Linked DNA regions of Mus musculus: regions 2, 3, 4, 5, 6 and 7 are each linked to region 1. A link is a contact called in public HiChIP or PLAC-seq, Micro-C and promoter capture Hi-C data. All regions are on one chromosome and are shown on one strand. The core of a region is the stretch at or near the end of the contact, and the rest is flanking DNA. Distances in the headings are between cores, read along the strand shown.

Evidence for each region. Promoter capture Hi-C pulls out the DNA fragments that hold promoters and counts their contacts. A called contact is a pair of places that touch in the nucleus more often than the background predicts. HiChIP or PLAC-seq counts read pairs in DNA pulled down with a chosen protein or histone mark.
Region 2: a promoter capture Hi-C map of pre-B cells shows a contact between it and region 1, with 3 times the contacts expected there. The contact joins the promoter of Helb here to the promoter of Mdm1 in region 1. A contact is called at or near these places in 10 of 39 promoter capture datasets (the 3T3-L1 cell line, the C10 cell line, embryonic stem cells and 6 more) and 4 of 484 Hi-C or Micro-C datasets (the G1E-ER4 cell line, liver, muscle stem cells and 1 more).
Region 3: a Micro-C map of embryonic stem cells shows a contact between it and region 1, with 8 times the contacts expected there. The contact joins the promoter of Grip1 here to the promoter of Mdm1 in region 1. A contact is called at or near these places in 4 of 39 promoter capture datasets (hippocampal neurons, liver and pre-B cells) and 1 of 484 Hi-C or Micro-C datasets (embryonic stem cells).
Region 4: a promoter capture Hi-C map of pre-B cells shows a contact between it and region 1, with 2.8 times the contacts expected there. The contact joins the promoter of 4933412E12Rik here to the promoter of Mdm1 in region 1. A contact is called at or near these places in 6 of 39 promoter capture datasets (the 3T3-L1 cell line, 3T3-L1-derived adipocytes, liver and 2 more) and 1 of 9 other capture datasets (liver).
Region 5: a contact with region 1 is called in an H3K27ac HiChIP or PLAC-seq map of microglia, with 5 times the contacts expected there. The contact joins the promoter of Lrrc10 here to the promoter of Mdm1 in region 1. A contact is called at or near these places in 1 of 39 promoter capture datasets (the 3T3-L1 cell line) and 1 of 115 datasets of contacts at active chromatin or transcription factors (microglia).
Region 6: a promoter capture Hi-C map of trophoblast stem cells shows a contact between it and region 1, with 5 times the contacts expected there. The contact joins the enhancer-like site here to the promoter of Mdm1 in region 1. A contact is called at or near these places in 12 of 39 promoter capture datasets (the 3T3-L1 cell line, the C10 cell line, the HPC-7 cell line and 7 more), 2 of 115 datasets of contacts at active chromatin or transcription factors (astrocytes and neural tube) and 2 of 9 other capture datasets (adipose tissue and liver).
Region 7: a contact with region 1 is called in a promoter capture Hi-C map of liver, with 4 times the contacts expected there. The contact joins the enhancer-like site here to the promoter of Mdm1 in region 1. A contact is called at or near these places in 8 of 39 promoter capture datasets (the C10 cell line, frontonasal cranial neural crest, hippocampal neurons and 3 more), 7 of 484 Hi-C or Micro-C datasets (cortical neurons, embryonic stem cells, myocytes and 2 more) and 5 of 115 datasets of contacts at active chromatin or transcription factors (astrocytes, embryonic forebrain, embryonic stem cells and 2 more).

What each region holds. Positions count from the first base shown.
Region 1 is chr10:118,140,510-118,143,071 of GRCm38.p6, reverse strand. It overlaps Mdm1 (transformed mouse 3T3 cell double minute 1), which reads right to left and starts at 1,285. Exons shown (of 14, transcript NM_148922.3): 1 at 1,110-1,285; 2 at 108-222. The coding sequence starts at 1,127.
Region 2 is chr10:120,111,692-120,114,253 of GRCm38.p6, reverse strand. It overlaps Helb (helicase (DNA) B), which reads left to right and starts at 1,289. Exons shown (of 13, transcript NM_080446.2): 1 at 1,289-1,569. The coding sequence starts at 1,392.
Region 3 is chr10:119,452,741-119,455,302 of GRCm38.p6, reverse strand. Grip1 (glutamate receptor interacting protein 1) reads right to left here and starts at 1,269. Exons shown (of 23, transcript NM_001277292.1): 1 at 881-1,269. The coding sequence starts at 938.
Region 4 is chr10:116,949,275-116,951,836 of GRCm38.p6, reverse strand. It overlaps 4933412E12Rik (RIKEN cDNA 4933412E12 gene), which reads right to left and starts at 1,275. Exons shown (of 3, transcript NR_038026.1): 1 at 1,145-1,275. It overlaps Rab3ip (RAB3A interacting protein), which reads left to right and starts at 1,384. Exons shown (of 11, transcript NM_001359645.1): 1 at 1,384-1,577.
Region 5 is chr10:117,044,072-117,046,633 of GRCm38.p6, reverse strand. Lrrc10 (leucine rich repeat containing 10) reads right to left here and starts at 1,293. Exons shown (of 1, transcript NM_146242.2): 1 at 1-1,293. The coding sequence starts at 1,211. The coding sequence ends at 387. Gm10747 (a long non-coding RNA gene) reads right to left here. Exons shown (of 3, transcript XR_872056.2): 3 at 1,949-2,496.
Region 6 is chr10:119,191,491-119,194,052 of GRCm38.p6, reverse strand. No RefSeq gene overlaps it. Among named protein-coding and RNA genes, the nearest start is that of Cand1, 47 kb to the left of the region's middle. Within about 2 kb of position 1,277, at least 27 of the 459 cell types and tissues checked have an H3K27ac peak or open chromatin away from gene starts, as enhancers often do. A contact at or near this core is called in liver and trophoblast stem cells, where this site is marked.
Region 7 is chr10:119,160,826-119,163,387 of GRCm38.p6, reverse strand. No RefSeq gene overlaps it. Among named protein-coding and RNA genes, the nearest start is that of Gm34045, 21 kb to the right of the region's middle. Within about 2 kb of position 1,282, at least 32 of the 459 cell types and tissues checked have an H3K27ac peak or open chromatin away from gene starts, as enhancers often do. A contact at or near this core is called in liver, where this site is marked.

The DNA of each region.
Region 1 (2,562 bases), core at 36-2,535:
ATATTTGCCAATTATACATGAGGCCAACACAGGTAGATTTTAATTGTTTTGTAAACAGAACCCAAGGTTTATTCAAGTTATGATAGCTATTGGTTTGCTCAACTTACCCAACTGATCCGATCTAAGTCCTGCCCATGAGTACTTTTGTCCCACTGAGGGATTATAAGACTCTGACAAATAGGACTTTTTCCACAGGAAGTTTCTCTGGTATTCACTCAGCCCCTATAATGAAAAGTGCAATTTGAGCACAGTGTAGTGAAGAGGTGTTTTAGCATCAGAAAGAAAAACAAAAACAAAAAAACCTCAACCTCTGAAGAGTGTTCTTGAAAGGCCCAAGAATGAGAATTAAACCCCAGTCAAGCTCCTTAATAATAGCTAATATTTACCCAGCCCTGGGCTAAGTAGCCCCTTAATCCTCACAACCACCCGAGCCAGACAAGCCGGAGTCCCTCAATGAGGCTGCGCTATAACTGGTTCTCTGATTCCAAAGTGTGGTAACAAACCTAAGTCCTCACTAGAGGTTTATCCTAAATTCATCGAGTGCATAATGTTATGGCTTTTAATAAAAGGCAATTAGAGAAAGACGTGTTCCCCTCCCACTCTGTCTGGCAAGCACTTTAGAATTAAAGAGTCCGGGATTACAGAAACACTGTGGCCACCTGTTGCGTGGAAAGGCGTTAGACACAGACAGCTATCTGGAACTGTGAGCAAAACCTAAAGCAAACGTGCAACTAGCAGGCTGCACACCTACCCACGCTCTCCTTTTACTGGGGCCCGCTTCCCAAGCGTTTAAAAGACCCGCGCGCTTTAAAGTTTTGCAGGAAAGGAGCTGAATGCTATCGGCAAGAGGAACCACAGGTGTCCTACACCGACAGCAGCCTTTCGTCCCACTGTCAAGGGCCCTCCTTCCGCCTCCGCTCCTGGCGACCCCAGACTGACGCCGTCAGGCCCCCATCGAACTCTCCCCACCCGCCCCTCCGCGCTGGGCCACCGGCCGGAGCATCCTCCGCCCCGCACAGGCTCCGGCCAGGAGGCTCGGTACGGCACAGGCGCGTCACGCACCCACCCCGCGGCGTCCCCGCCACCCGCCGCCCAGCCCCCGGCCTCACCTTGAAGCGCACCGGCATGTCGCCCTGCGCTGCGGAGCCTGCCCCGCCGACAGTTAACGGGAGCAAAAGCCCCGAGGGGGCGGGACGACGCGACAACACTGGTTCCCTAGCAAGATCCTGGACCCGGCGTCCCCGACGACGCGCCGGCGCACTCCGCGCCGCCCTCCCGCCCCGCCTCTCGGCCTTGCTCCGCCCATTTTGAGGCCTAAAGACCAATGGCAGCCCTCACCGTCATTACGATTAGACCAACCAGCACTCGTAAGGGCACGGCCCCGCTCCCTAATGGCGGGCGAAGAGCTGGCCAATGAGGATACCGGAGCTGCGGTGGGCGGAGCCCGCGGGAGCTTTGTTCAGGAGGCTGCAGGCAGAGTCCCCGCAGTGCGCGCACCGCAGCCTGTCTGTGTAGTGTGGCCGGGCTCGGCAAGAGCCTACCTCACTGGTTCCAGCTCCCTGACATCACAGAACGTGAAAGTGTGCCTGGCATTCCAGAATGCACGACAGAACCCACAGTCTCTTTGTCCATAAAGGAAATTGCCCCTAGAGTACCCGGCTGAAAAGAAGTTGCTAAGGAGAGAAGCGTTACACGAGCCTTGGGTCAAAAAGGATAGGTCCAAAAATACATACGACCTAGGATGATTCAAGTAAAGTTTATTAAGACCGCAAAGCCAACTCATCCTTTTTAAAAATAAAATTCCCTCTGTACACCAGGCTGGCCTGGAACTCAAAGATATCTACCTGGCTCTGTCTCCATAGTGCTGGGATTAAAGGCATGCACCACCAGTCCCAACATTGGGCAGGCAGAGCCAGGGAGATCTCTGCCTGGTCTACAGAGTGAGTTCCAGTATCGGGCTACACAGAAAAACTCGGTCTTGAAAGAATAAATAAAAATAAAATTCCATTTGACTTTTATAGGTTATTGCCCATCGTGAAACACTGCTAATTCTGAAAGTCCAGAAAAAAAATTACCCAGACATGCTAAATACATTATTTAGTCGATCATAATATACTATGTCCTGGGCTCGCTTTCCAAGTGAGAGGCATGAATGGGAAGTTTGAAGCAGAGTGGTCCCTGAGGGTAGAGATGATTAGAAGAGGCTCAGGGGTAATTTTCAGACTTGGCCTTGAAAATTACAACTGCAAGAAGAGGAAGATAAGATGATCAAGGCAGACATATGTCTGGAGAGAAGGTTGCCGGGGTTCTTCTAGGAATAATGAATTTACCTTTGTCCTGTGTTGGGATGTTCCCATCAACCCTTCCCAGTCCCTTCAAGTGCTTCCTGCAGACTCCTCTTCTTGGCTCCTAATTGATGTCTCCGATCTTCTTCATTATCATGGAGATAATTTAAAAATTCATTTGAAGAAGCCACCTGATATCTAAAACAGAGAGAATATTAAATAAGACCCTGTGCTGCCATGCATCCAGGAGACCTTTCGTTAATGTTAATCGGTGAGG
Region 2 (2,562 bases), core at 40-2,539, 2.0 Mb before region 1:
GCTTTGGGTATGCAGAGTGCACAGACACATATGCTAGCAAAAAAAAAAAAAAAAAAAAAAAACCTCACGCACATGAAAAAAAAAGGAATCTAAAAGAAAGATGCCTGTGCGTATTCGTTATGGTTGATCCTATGCACGTGACATTTGGGTATGACAAATGCCTTTATTAGAAACCAGCAACACAGCTTTGGGGTTTAATAAAAACATAGTTTTTAGGATTAACGTTAGGATAATTACATAATAAACAATAACCTTAAAGTAAAATAGTATTTTATAGCGCCCCTTAAAGGGCACCGCGACTTTTAAACACTATCCATCTAGAGAACCGCGGCCGCAGTATTCAGCTTTTGTTCTTTTTTTTTTCTTTTCTTCTTTTTTTCTTTCGAGACAGGGTTTCTCTGTATAGCCCTGGCTGTCCTGGAACTCACTTTGTAGACCAGGCTGGCCTCGAACTCAGAAATCTGCCTGCCTCTGCCTCCCTAGTGCTGGGATTAAAGGCATGCGCCACCAAGCCCGGCTGTTCTTTTTTTTTCTATCTCAAGTCTGCATATTCTCTGGGCTACAAGTCCCCACCTTTTGCTTTACTGAAAACAGGAACTAGGGCGGTGGACCTAGAGTGTGTTCCAGGTCAGCCAGGGCTACACAGAGAAACCCTATCTCGAAAAAACAACAAAACAAAACAAAACAAAACAAAACAAAACAAAACAAAACAAAAAGAAGTCGAGGAGAGTAGTATATAAACGGGAAAGAAAGCCAGTGGTTTCCAAAGCGGGAAAAGCATAAAAATGGACAACCCAGGTCATGCATTAAAAATGAGAAAGTACATCACAACTTTAACTCCCAATGCAGAGGATATATACAAAGGGACCTAGTTATCTACTTGGATAAATGCCCTCCCTACATGATGTAAATTCAACTTCTCCGCGGCGCTTTTACGTGTAAGGAGGCACCTAGCCGTCGCCACCACGCTCTCCGGATTGGAGATTCACTCTTTTGGGTAGTGCCCCAAGGTCTTTAGAGGCCTCTGCTGTGTTCTTTTTAAGAGAGCGGGCAGAGGATGCCCTGCTTTCCCGGGGTTCTCTGCGCCCAAGAGTCGTGACCTTTCACCACGTCTCCTTCTCCGCAGGAAACGCCCAGCACCTCTAAAAAGAGCAGTTCTGAAACTGTCAGCAGCCAGCCCGCCGTGGTACCTCCCAGCCTGCTGGTCCCGCCTGTCACCAGTCTCCTCCTTTGGGGCGGAGCATCGCTCAGACCACGCCCCCATACCGCCCGCCTCCTGGATGTTCCCGGAAGCTGACCGGCTTACCCGGGTCGAGTTGATTGGTTGCAGTTTTGGACACCGCGCGCCAGGTTTTGTAGAGTTGTTTTGAGCCAAGTTCGCCGAAGAGATAATGGCTAGGCAGGATCGTCTGCGCGAGCTCCTGGGCCCTCTGCACCCGTACAAGAGCGACGACGAGGAGGAGGATTGTGCGCAGGAGGAGGAGGGGGAGCAGGAGGAGGAGTTTGTGGATGCCGAGGAACTCTGCAGCGGGGGCATCAAGGCGGGCAGCCTCCCTGGGCGCGCGCGAGGTGAGCCAGCGCCAGCCGGGCCGGGTTGGCAGGGGTCAAAGAAGTATTTTCGATTCTCACTGCCCGGCACCCAGCGTCCTTGACTGTTGACAGACAGACCTGTGGTGTGACTGGCTGCTTCACCGTACTTAGATGTGGTAGTAATAGTCGTAATGACTCAGAGCACATACTGTGTTAAGCTTGGTTTTTTCATATATCGTCTCGCTTAAAGTTAACAGTTGGGGGTAGTTTTACAGTCGAGGAAATAGATGCACCCTCATTCCCACCCAGAAACAGAATCCTTTAATTATTGTACCACGCTGGCTGAATAAGAGACGGAGTTGCTGTTAAGCAACTTTGAGAAAAAGAGCAAGCGCGCGGAAACACACGGCCACACACACACACACACACACACTCACATACACACAGATTTACACATATACATACACACATACATAAACACACTCATACACATTTACACACATACACTTACACATACATATACATGCCCACACATTCACACATACATGTTCATACACACACACACACACACACACATTGTATTTTCATGGTCTAGTACAGTAATAGCTGCTGACCAGGACCATGTGTGGCAACTGACCATTGGCAATTTAAACACAACTTTGGCTGTGTTTGAAATTAAATAGAAAGGATTACATGTTGATGGAAGTGTAACTGGCTATCCTGGCCAAGCATTTGCTACTGGGACAGGCCAGGGAGAGAAAATGGCGAAGTTGCTGTCTCAGTGGAAATACTACTTGTGAATTAAGCAGCCATTTTGGTTTTTTTTTTTTTTTGAGATTTATTTATTTTGTGTACATGAGTGCTCTATCTGCATCTATACCTGCATACCAGAAGAGGGCATCAGATCCCATTATAGATGATTGCGAACCACCATGTGGTTGCTGGGAATTGAATTCAGGACCTCTGGCAGAGCAGCCAGTGCTCTTGGCTGAGCCATCATGTCTATAGCACCTAGGCAGACATTCTTTAATC
Region 3 (2,562 bases), core at 20-2,519, 1.3 Mb before region 1:
TATCCAGGTTACGGCCAACCACTGCACAACCCAAACACCGTAAGATGACAACAGAACCAAGCGTTTAGAGTGCAAAAGGCCTTCAACTTTTCCTCTCCGCGAGTCACTTCAAAACAACGTGCCCAGCACACTTGGCAGGCTGAAGCACAAAGGGGCTGCAGAGCCACCTGGCACGGAGAGCCGTGTCTTCCGAAGAAAACAGACAGTAATTATGAAAAGTCCGCAGTCCTGCGGTATTAACTAGAAAGCCGGGACTGCGCTGGGCATAACTCATCTTTTAGGCAGTCACTACCAGCCAGGGGACAGTCAGTCCTCTCTCCCCTCCCCCCTTCCAGCGACCCAAGGCAGCGCCCCCTACCCGCCCCCCACACTCTTCCCCCTTCTACTCCCCCTTTAAGAATCTCCTGCAACTTTGGGTTTGGCAGCACCATCGTAGCCCAGCCAGAGGCGGGGACATCGTCAAGGCGGCCGCGGCAGGAGGAGGAAAGTTTGAAAAGTCACTTAAAGCATTGCAAGATTCTCCCCCACCCCCAGCACCAGGAGAGCCCACCGCACAGAGAGGAGCCGGGGCTCCACGTGCGCAGCGGGCCCAGGAGAAGCTGGAGTTCCCTCTAGGTCCTCGGTAAGAAAAAACAGAATCTTTCCCCGGGCGAAAAGTTGCTTGCCGCAGCACTGTTCCCTTGCCCCCTCGGCTTTTCCCCCCTCCAGATCCCCAAACCCCCTCTCGGATTTCGCAAGGTGCCACCTGGCCTGGAGCGCGGTCCCCGGAGGGCACGGCGCCCCTCCCTTGCCGGCCGGAGGACAGGTCTCGGGGAGCTGGGGGACAGGGAGGCACCGAGGGCGCCCGGCCCGGCCCCCCAGGCTCGACCGCCAGGCTCACCTCTCTCCTGCTCCTCCGCTTGTAAGCAGATGGGGATGTTCTTCTTCCAGCCCGGCATGGTGTCTGCTCCCTGAGCTTGCTCCGGGGCGTACTCGCTGGCTCGCTCACTCGCTGGTCGCCGGCTCTGGGGCTCGCCGCGCCTCCTGGCTCACGCCCTCCGGCCGGTAGCAACACGCCCGAGGCTGCTCAGCGGGGCTGGGGCGCCGAGGCGACTCCCCGATACATTGAGGCGACGCCGCGCGCCCCGCTGCTCGCCTCCAAGTCTCCCGAGCTCCCCGGGGGTGGCGGTGGCGGTGGCTGTGGCGGTCGGGCCGCGCGGTAACCGGGCAGAGCTGGGGGGGGGGGGGGGTTCTGCAGCCGCGGTGGCGCGGTGTGGCCGCGAGGCCGGGGGACCGGAGCAGGCCGGTGTAGGACCGCCGAGCCCCCGGAGGTGGGCGCCGGCGGGAGCTCAGGGCTGGCGCCGCCTCGCTCCGCTCCTCCTCCTCCACCTCCTCCTCCTCTTCGTCGTCCTCGCCTTCTCCTTCCTCGTCCCTCCGCCGCCAGCAGGTGGGACTCGGAGCCGCCGCGGCCGCACAAAGCTCCTCGGGGCGGGCGGGACCGAGCTGCGGGCTCCCGGGGCGCCTGTCGCCAGAGCCTCTCCCCCCGAGACGCGCGCGAGGCTGGGCGGGCACGGAGGGGCGCGCGCGCTCACACCCTCGGCGCCCGGATCGCCGGCCTGCGAGGCGCGCCCGGCCCGCCAGGTACGGAGCCTGGCACCCCGCCGCCGCTGCGGAGCCCTCGCCCGCCCCTCCCGGGCCTCCCGCCCCGAGCCCGACCGGCCGCTTAGGCGGCTTTGGCGATGACCTCGATGAAGCAGGGGGCAGTGTCCTTCCCTCTAGTCCCTCCTTCTCGCCGCTCACTCCCCTCCCCAGCCCTGCCCGTCGCCCCCTCCCCCAAGTTGAGACTCGCAGCTCCGGATTCGCTAACTTCGCCCTCAACACAGGGGCAGTGGCAACTTTCGGGATGGTCGGCGCTGGTCCCAGGGGTGGGGACGGTGGGAGCCAGGAGCCCCTTTTGTTTTAAAGGATGCAAGCAGACCTCAGCTGAGTGAATATTTAATAGCTGTCTTCAAGTGTAGGAAGGAATTTTATGATCAGGTTTTATGATTAGTTTCTTCCTCTTGTCATAGGCTCACAGAAAGAAAAAAAAAATCAGTGGAAAATGAATAAAGGTGGGGAGGGGGAGGGGGGACAGAAGCCTTTGTACCAGAGCCTGGAAGGTTCTGCCCAGGCATGTGGGCTCTTCCTTGAGACCTCAGTGCTACTAGGAGAGGGACTTTTGGCAGCTGTCTGTCTTGCATGGAGATGCCATTCATTTCTTCAAGCCTGGGCCTCTGGCTGGAAAATAGCCATGCCTTTCCCTCCCATCTGACGGGTTCTGAAGAGTTTGGAGCCCCAGAGGCTGTATCTACTGGAGTGTGGTTTGGGGGTTTCGCCTCTGCGGTTTCTTTTGGCCTCTGAAGGAACTGTGGTTCCTCTCCCTCAATGGGGACATCAGCTCTTGCCAGCCTTCTGCTCTCTCACTGCCAGAGCAATAGCATAATCACACAGCACCTGAAGATAAGGTCTGTCTTCTCCTGCCATCTCATAAACTGTCTGATCAAGCAGGGATGTTGGCACCTGCCGTTGCCCCTTGTGCGAGTG
Region 4 (2,562 bases), core at 26-2,525, 1.2 Mb after region 1:
CAGTAGCCAAATTACAGTTATGAAGTAGCAACGGAAATAATTTTATGGTTGGGGGTTAGTATACACTATGAGGAACTGTATTAGAGGGTCACAGTGTTAGGAAGGTTGAGAACCACTGAAATACAGTGTTCTGGGATCACAGGTAAGGAGTTAGGGTTGGGAGGCAGGCGAGCATCAGGGAATGGTTTACAAAGAAACTGGAGCATGGGTTAAGTAATTACCAATTCCATATGATAAAAGATGTGTGTGTGAGCCGGACAGTGGTGGTGCATGCCTTTAATCTCAGCACTTGGGAGGCAGAGGCAGCAGATTTCTGAGTTCGAGGCCAACCCTGTCTCGAAAACCAAGACAAAACAAAAAGTGTGTGTGTGTGAACATCTCTTTAGAAAAAAAATGTGTAAAACAGGGAGCCCATAAAGTTTTCTCTTAATAGTAAACTTGTCTCCTTTTGTTTGAGTCTTTGGATGGTAGGAATTTTTTGTAGAGGTGTGTGTGTGTGTACACATGTGTGTTTCTGTATGACTCACTGTGTCACAGAATGTGGTGAGGTACACTAATTACATATATTAAACCACTTAACTCTCAAAACCTTGATGAGGTAGACATTCTTATTTCCAATTATCAGTGAGAAGATTGGCGATATTGCAGATGAACTCGCCTAAGGTCACAGAGGTCAGTAGGTGGCTGATCACAGGGACCACACACATAGCTTCCTTTTTATTACCACCTCCTTGATGTACTCAACAGAATGGCAGCCCCTGCCTCTGAGTATCACAAACATTGGCGGAAATACCGAGGATGACTGCTCCCTCCCACCCCCCATCCCTGAGTTTGATTTTCAGGGCTTGATTCTGTCTGTACTTTGTTTTTTGTTTTCCAACTTGGAAGCCCGAATGTGGGATGGAAGTTTGATAAGCAAAACAAAACAAAACAAAACAATAGATATAGTTCCTGTAAAAGATGAGAGACGGTCTTTGGAAACTGAAAGTGGAAGGATCTGGGTTTACCAGCTCCCCGCCCATCCCATCCCCCCCCCCCCCCCCTCCCCGGGCCCCTAACCTCCTACTCCAGCTTCAGGTATCCACAGACGCGGAATTTCAGGTCGGTTCTGCTTGTCCTCAATACACAGTCCAAAGCCTCTTACCATCCCAGGAGAGTTCACATCCTCCAAAGGCAGCCACAGGATTTCCAGCCAGAGTGGTTCCCAGGGAAACCGCTGTAGAGGGACCCTGGACTCCGCGCGTGGATTAGCCTGCACCGAGCCCCTCCTGTCGCCAGGGGGCGCCGCAGCGCGCGAGTCCCCCTCGCCACTCCCTCCCGGTCCCGCCTCTAGTCCCGCCCTCTCTCCCGGGGCGGGGGCGGGGGAGGGGGAGGGGCGGCCGCTTCTCCGCCCGGCGCTCGGCGCAGGCGCAGTCGGCTCTCCCTCCCTCGGCTCCCATCGCAGAGAGCGCCAGCCGCGGCGGAGTGGAGCGGCGTCTGTCCGCCGCCGTCCTCCGCGTCTCCCGAGCTGGGCACGCGCACCCTGCGGCTCTGCGAGCGCTGCCGAGCGCGGGCGGCGGCCGCGGCGGATCCGGCAGGTGAGTGCGGCGGCGGGAGGGAGAGGCGGGCGGTGTGAGCACCGCCCCCTCGGCGCCTCGCCTCGCGCCCTTGTCCCGCCGGCCCGGAGCGCGGCCGGGCAGGTGCAGGAGGCGGCGGGGAGGGCGCGGATCGCGCCCGCCCGTCCGCCCGTCCGCCCGCCCGCTGCGGAGCCCCGGGGACCCGAAGGGCGGCGGCTCCGGCGCTCACCTGGCGGCCCGCGCGGCCTCGGTCGCGGAGTTGCTTAAGTCGCGGGCGGCGCGGTTGGCCGGGGATGTGCGGGGGTCGCCGGTTCCCGGGGTCTCCCCCGCCGCGCTCGGCCCAGCCTGACTTCGGGAATCGGGACCCCGGGAGTGGGAGAACAGCGGTTCCCCCTGCGTGGGCCGCTCGCCCCCCGCCGCCCGCGGAATAGCGAGGCTGGGGAGAGGATGGTGCCGGGTGGACGCTGCAGCACGCGAAGAGTTGCCAGTTGTTGGGGATTAAAACATCGATCCGTAATGGCTGGCTGGCGCACTCTCCTCCGAGTTAGAGCTGGTGCCCCAGAGGCACTTTAGTTTCAAGGAAATGTTGCCTGTTCCCAGCCTACCTGTTTAGACACTTCTCAGTGTCCCCCGTGTCAAGGGAAAGAGCCCTGTGATCTTTTGGCTCTGGAATGATTGCATAATTGGAGGAGAGGCCGATAAGAGGATTAAAACAAACCGTTCTATTGTAAATCTCTTGAAAGACCCGGTTTCTGTTCATTACACTGTTCTTAAGTTTTTGTTTCTAAACAATGAATCGAGAGGAAAAGGAGGCAGAGTAGGTATGCAGCCCATCGTTGTAAATATTTGATACTGTTAAATATTTCACCAGTTTTATGGGGCCTTGTTCAGTTAGCATGTGTTATTTATTTACCAGGACTGTGCGTTTTCAGAGGACTTTTCATGTTTGAATAGACACTGCATTCCGAATCTACTCCTCAAGGCCCTAGGGGAATATATTAACTGA
Region 5 (2,562 bases), core at 44-2,543, 1.1 Mb after region 1:
TGAGCAGCTGGTGGCGTTGTTTTCTTTATTTTAACAAATACAGTCTTTGAAGCACTCACCAGCCTTGTGACCAGCTACTCCTGCGTGGTGGAAGAGTGCTGTGGCTGGTCTTGTTCTTTGGTGTTTCAAAATAGCTCGTGTGAAGGAACTGCTTCTGGCACAGGAGTGACAGTCACCCTGGATTCCAGGCCAGCAACAGCACACACCTTCCCCCTAGGAAGAGGTGCTGGGGGCTGGAAATGTTTTCTTCGCCCTATTCCTTTACAGCATCTCACCTGGCTTTCTCTCCATCAGCCCTGGGATGAGCCAGGACCATCCCTTCCGCTCTAATGAGATGCCTTCGGAGCAGTGGGGTAACCTTTGAATTGGCCTTCAACCTCAGCTGTTCAAGAGCTGGAAGGAAGAAGGGGAGGAGGTGGCTCTTGATTCTCTTCCTTGGCCAGTGCGTACCGCCTAGCTTTTCTGGGGTCAGGCTCTGGTGTCTCCTCTGCCCATCTCCCAACACGGCGAACCCCTTTGCCCACCTTGGGGGCATTTCTGCAAGGATTGTGGTCATAGATGACCAGCTTCAGATTTGTCAAGTGGGCCAGGCTGGGGAAGTAGCGGATACTGTTCCGATCCACGTCGATCACCTCCAGAAAGGGCATGCGAAGCAGTACCGAGGGGAAGTCAGCTAGCTGATTGCCGGAGAGCCAGATGGTCCTGAGCTCGCGCAGGCGCCGGAGCTGGCCGGGTAGCAGACGTAGGGCGTTGGAACCGGCATGCAGGGTTTTAAGGAGACTCAGCTCACACACCACATCGGGCAGCCGGGTGAGGCAGTTGGATTCGAGCCACAGGGTCCGTAGGTTCTGGAGCAGGCTGAGCTCATCCGGGAGGTCACAGAGTTTGTTATTGCCCAGGTAGAGGATGCAGAGCTGTTTCAAGGTACACACCACCCGGGGGAGAGCTTTGAAGTTGTTGAAATCCAAGGCCAGGATCTGCAGGTTCTGCAGCTGTGCCAGGTCGGGAGGCAGGCTGTGAAGGTGGTTGTCGCTGAGGTAGAGCTTCACCAGCTCCGTGAAGGAGCACACGTGCAGTGGGAAGCGACGCAGCTGGCTCCCGCTCAGATCCACCATCCTGTCCAGGGGCATCTCCCGGAGGTCTCCCACCACATAACTCTGGCAGCGGTCGGTGGGGATGAAAGCCACGAAGGCCCGGATGGTGTTTCCCATGTGAAACGGGCTGCAAGGCGAGCCCCTGCCCACCAACTCTGTCAGGGAGTGGGCTGGCTGTGCTCACTGCTCGGGAACCCTTCTACCCTCTCTTTATAACCCGGAATTCGGTGACAAAAGCCAGTCACTTTGACAGAATAAAGTGCTCCTGATAGCAGCTTGAGTGTCTGGTGACAGGCCGGACAGGCAGGGTCTGGGACGTCCTGTCCAACTCACATATTTGTCTTTAATCACTTAAGCCCTGATCTCTTATCTACTCTCTCCTGATCTCCCGCCCCCCCCCCCCAAATTGAAAAAATACTGTGACAAAGGTGGAGAAGTAAAAATGAAAAACACCTATATTTGTACTATGTAGGTAAAACTGTAAATATTTGAATGCATAGTCATCTCCTTTGTGTTACAACTCACCTAACCCGAACAAGGCCCTGCTTCAATCCTGAGTGGGGCACAAAACAACAACAACCCGCTGCTAAGTTTTCCAGGATGCATCCTTCAAAGTGTTGCCAAAGGCCTACATCCTTTACAGATTTTCTCCAGTTCCAACAAGCCTTAACCAATATGTAATCAGAAGCAATGGCTTCTGATTTGTACAGTCTTGCTTTGTGTCCAGCTAGCGTCTTGCCACACTGTAAAAGGGTACATTTGAGCTGGAAGTGGAGTTCAGTGGTAGGGTGCTCGTATGGCAGAATTGAAGCCCTGGGGTCCGTCTCCATTTCTGCCAAAACGAACACACACACACACAAATCCTCTCTTTGACAAAGGACAAGAAGGAAGGCTGACTAGCCTTCAAAAGCATAGATTAATTAGAATGTAATTATTAATTAATTCATTAGAATGTAATGCACCCGGGGGGGGGGCACTTTCCAGAGGTGGGAACACTTTCCAGACCCATTTAAATGGCCATTAAAGCTCTGTACTTCTCGTCCATAATCGCGTCCAGTTGAGAAAAGCAACGATGAGCCAGACCGTTCCAAGAACGAGGGCCTCCAAGGTCTGGCTGCTGGGGGCTGGAGAGATGGCTCAAAGGTGGAGAGCGCGTGCTGCCCTTTGAGAGGACCCAGGTTCCACGCCAGCCCTCATATCCACGCCATATCCACGCCAGCCAGCCCTTGTATCTGATAGCTTACAACTGTCTTTAACGGCAGCTTTGGATGTGAGGTGTGGGGTGATGATCCAACATTGTCTTCTGGCCTCTGTGGGATCTTGCATGTTGTGTCCGGCCAGCAGATCATAGCCTGGGTTCTAGCTTGGAAAGGCATTCTGGAAACCTGGAAGAGAAGAGGGGCTAGGCGGCGAGAGAAAATGATGCAGCTAAGACAGGCATTCTGATCAAAGCTCAATTTTACTGTTC
Region 6 (2,562 bases), core at 28-2,527, 1.1 Mb before region 1:
TCCCTTTGTGGGCCAGTCAACTCCTAGTAATTTACATATTGCCTGTATACCTATAACTCTGAAATTAATGTCTCCACTACTTATTTCTCCATTTGTTTCTTTTCCCCTGAATCTGAGCCATGTAGAACCAAGTGCCTAGTTGGCACCATCATTTTGATGTCTTACAAAGCATCTCCAGCCTGATGACACAGAACTGAATTAGAGTTAGAGACATTTATTGTCTGACAGATCTCTTAAGCATAGTAATTTAATCTTTTTAAAAAAGATTTATTTATTTTATTTATATGAGTACATTGTAGCTGTCTTCAAACACACCAGAAGGCAGCATCGGATTCTATTATAGATGTTTTTGAGCCACCATGTGGCTGCTGAGTATTGAACGCAGGACCTTTGGAAGAGCAGTCAGTGCTCTTAACAACTGAGCCACTTCTCCAACCTGTAGCAATTTAATTTTGGGGGGTGGGGGGTGGGGGTGGGGGTTGGTTTATCGAGACAGGGTTTCTCTGTGTAGCCCTGGCTGTCCTGGAACTCGCTCTGTAAAGCAGGCTGGCCTCGAACTCAGAAGTCCACCTGCCTCTGCCTCCCAAGTGCTGGGATTAAAGGCATGCACCACCACTGCCCGGGAGCAATTTAATCTTAAAACATAACTTTAGCCCTCACATCCCGTCTCAGCAGAGGAATTGGAATGGACTTTTAACATGTGAATCTAGTTATACCAGTCTACAACTTAGAGCCCTCAATTTTACTCAGAAAAGCAGACCCTTTCCTAGAGCATACAAGTCCCTCCAGGATCTAGCTGTCCATTACCTTTCTGACTTAAGCTACCCCTAGCCACTATCCACGTGGCTGCATCTCTCCTAGCTTCCTGGCTGTTACTCAATGGTTCCAGGTACACTCCCACCTCAAGACATTTGCCCTGGCTCCTGGAACACTGTCCTCCGTAAGAGCTCTGTCTCAGCCAGACAACCACCTTGATCATCCCTTTTATCTTAGATGTCTTTCCTTAAACTAATCCTTTTATTTTTGGCTCTTATAACTGCCCTGCTTATTACATAACAACCCTCACCACCTTAGAATGCACAATTATTAGCTATGGTTGTAAGTTCCTTATCTGTGCCTTTCCTACAGAGCTGAACAGCCGTGTACAGTAAAGCAAAAGGAAGAGAAGAAGAGTCACTGGAGAGACACACAGACTCCGGGTTCCTTTGTCTGAGAGAGAAGATCAACTTAGCTTCATAGGAGTGCGGGTGCTTCCAGCGCAGAGCAGGTCGGGAGGGAAGTTACTGGGCAAGTGCAGTCTAATCTCGAGCTTCAGAGGTGATAAGGGCTCAGAGCTTCCTTGTAAACACACTTCCCCCAAAATAGCACAGACAGGCACTTTCCCTCAGGCTTTCAGACTGCCTGGCCAGTTTCCTAAAAAGATGTCTGACCTCCCAGGGGAGGATTAACTGAGTCGCAGGTTGACCTTGAATTTAGGCTCCTCCTTGAAAGATTTTTCAGGCCAATTATAGAACAAACCTCCAAGTAGGTTTTATGTGCTGACTTTGTTGTACTATTAATGTATAGGACATACATAATAATATACTTCATAAATGGTGAGTAGAGCGAACGGGTGAGAAAATGAACAAATAACTTCCATATCTCTAGATAATTACAGATGGCGGTTTCGTGTGTGTGCTTCTTAGTATAGACATGTTCATTGCGGTAGCTCCATCTGAGGCTATTGCTTGTATGTGGGAAGCTTTTTATTTGAGAACTCACTGTCCTTTTGGATCGGTGATTGCTTCATAGCAGAAAGTTCAAAGAGTGAACTTTTAGAAAGGATATATCTTAGAAAAAGCAAGTCTCTGTTTTGTGTGTGACTCCAGTGTTCCCTCTAGTTCTCGGAACATCGCTCCTGACTCTCTATTGTAGCATACCAAGAATAATTTAAACATATAACTTGGAGGTTTGTTCTATAATTGGCCTGCAGATTCCTTTTCTTACTGGCTTGGTCATGTGAGTCCTCTTGCTTAAAATGTATCAATGTAGCTTAAAGAACCTCACGTTCGTAGTCATATGTGTGCTTCGTTCTCTGAAAGTACTCTAGTATAATACACAGTAGATGACCATGATGTAGATTTGTGTGGCGATACGACTTTATGAAAATATCTCCTGACCGCCCCCCAAAAGATTGGACCATTGTTAGAACTCACAGCCAAGATAGCAACGCATGGTGAGATCACCAAGATGGAGCTTGCTATCTTCCCATGTATGCAACCTAAGTTTAAGTAGCCTTTAGGAAAACACTGTAAGGACCAGCCTTTCTGTGCTTTGAATTTCCCATGCCATCAGCCTTCAAAACCTAAGCCACCGAAAAAGCTTTACTCTTCCATGTCCTTGGCTCAAAAGGATGTGCACGCGCATGCGTGAGTGTGTGTTAGGTAAGATTTCTGTTGCTGTGATGAAAACACCAAGACCAAAAGCAAGTTGGGGAAGAAAGGGTTTACTCGTCTTAGACTCAGCTTATACTTCCAGATTCCAGTCCACCACTGGAGGAAGTCAGGACGGGAACTCAGACAG
Region 7 (2,562 bases), core at 33-2,532, 1.0 Mb before region 1:
GTGTGAAGTAGTGAATTTGGAGTTAGGTTATGCAGGGCTTGGAAGCCACATCCATATTGCAGTTCTTGCCACATCAAGTGGGAACCCCGGAATGGAAGCAGAGCTCGATCCTGCGTGAGCAGGGCTGTGCAATGGCCATGCTGCTCTGCCGCTTACTTCTGCTCTGGATCTTCAGGGCCGATCTCTATGCTGGGAACCCTTAGGAAGCACATGTGCGTACATTTTAAAAAGATCGATAGGAGCAGACAGTTGCAGAGCAGGGTGGGGCTTAGTGGCAGAGCACTTGCCTAGTGCATGCGAGGCTCTGGCTTCTAGCCCTTCTTTGAAAACCATAAAGTAATGGGGGGAGGTGGTCATACACCTTTAGTTCCAGCACTTGAGAGGCAGAGGCAGGCAGGTCGCCGAGTTTGAGGTTGGCTTGGTCTCTGGTCTACAGAGCAAGTTTCAGGATAGCCAGGGCTACACAGAAAAAACTTTTGTCTTGAAACAACCCCTGCCCACACACACTACCACACACACACACACACACACACACACACACACACACGAAAAGAAAAAAGAAAAGAATAAATAAAGTGGACGTGGTAGCATTCACCTGTAACCCACCTTTTTAGGAAGCTGGGCCTGGAAGATGACTTAACACCAGCAGACTGGGCAACACACCAAGAAACATCTCATCGGATAAAAGAATTAGATGTGGAGCCTTCAGCTGACTATGACGTTTTGAGATTGAGCCTCTTTTGTTAATAGCATTGATACTCTTAGGACAGAGAGGGAGAGGCCGTTTGTCACTTTCACTGTATAAAGATAGCAGAGGGCTTTCTCTGAGGGGACTGACACATGGTAGCATGCATTCACACACACACACACACACACACACACACGCACACAGATGCACACATGAACATGGATGCTCACGTGTGAGGTCAAGTCCTATCATCCCAAATAAGTCTGAATTCATTTATCTGAAGGCATGACAAACCTGAGCTACTGTCTTCTGAAACGTTGGGGGAAATTTTTAAAATCACTTTCTTTTCAGCTCTGAGTTGTAAGAAGTAACGGGCCGAATCCTGGTAGACAAGCAGAACAGCAGGAGACAGCAACCGTGTAACTGATTATAGAGACTCTCCTGGCATCGATGAGAAAAGACTCTCCCCTGTGCTGCCAAAGTCAAGGTCAAAGGTTCTACGTTAGGAAATCACAGGTGGTTGATTCTGCAGAAGCCGTCGCTCAATCAGTAGATCACTCGAGCTGCTTGCTGTCCCCTTTGCTTCTCTCTGTGGTTTCCCTCCCTCCCTCCTCCAAAGTCCAGTGTGAGTCTGCATCATGCTGTGTGCAGCACTGTGCTCTCCCTTACTGTCTGAAAGGAAGCCTGGCCTGCATTCTTATTAAAATTGAAAACAGATGAAAATTTGACAAAACATAAAACCATGTATCCTGCCCTCTAGTGTCTGTAAGTATCTATGGTCACTATGCAAATCCTTTCTTTCTTTCTTTCTTTCTTTCTTTCTTTCTTTCTTTCTTTCTTTCTTTCTTTCTTTCTTTCTTCCTTCCTTCCTTCCTTCCTTCCTTCCTTCCTTCCTTTCTTTTTTTTTTTCTTTTCCTTGTTCCTTGGCAGTATGTGAATTCTTAGATCTGAGGTATTAAAATATTTCTCTGGTGCAATTCTCTCACCTGAAAAAAAATTTCATCACTGATTTCCACATTTAGAAAAACTAAGTGGTTGGAATTATTTGTATATTTCTGAGACATGCCACTTTGATTGTCCCTTCTGTGGGACAATTCTTAGGTTCAGAAGGAGGTGCTAGGGTACCTGATGGCAGGGAGTCACTCTGACAAACTCACACAAGTCCATGTCTTTGTGTGAAGGGTAGATGTTCTTATCACACACTTGCTGGGCCGAGGTCAAATACTCATGAAGATGCTTGACGCAATGAAGACCTCATGGGGTCCCTTTAAAGTAAGAAATCAAAACAAAAATTTTTGAGAGGGGAAAACAATACCCTATTATGTAGACCTCAAACTGCTGATCCACCTGCCTGAGCTTCCCAAATACTGGGATTATAGGCATAGACTATCACACCATACCTCTTCATGTCAGCTTCTTCCTTCCTTCCTTCCTTCCTTCCTTCCTTCCTTCCTTCCTTCCTCCCTCCCTCCCTCCCTCCCTCCCTCCTTCCTTCCTTTTTCCCTCCCTCCTCCTCTCTCTTTCTCTCCCCACTTCCCTCTCTGTTTGTTTTTCTCTCTCTTTTTAAAAAGATTTATTTATTTTATGTATGTGAGTACACTGTAGCTGTCCTCAGACACACCAGAAGAGAGCATCAGATCCCATTACAGATGGTTGTGAGCCACCATGTGGTTGCTGGGAATTGAACTCAGGACCTCTGGCAGAGCCATCTCCCTTTTCTCTTTCTAACACATATATTAGAGAACATATTCAGTGCTTGGGTTAGAAGACAATCACTTTCCTGCCTAAGCCACGCCCCTAGCCCCGGTTCACACTCATTGGATAAGCTGACCTTTTTAATTCCAGCCTGTGGTGGTTTGAAAGAAAATCCCCCC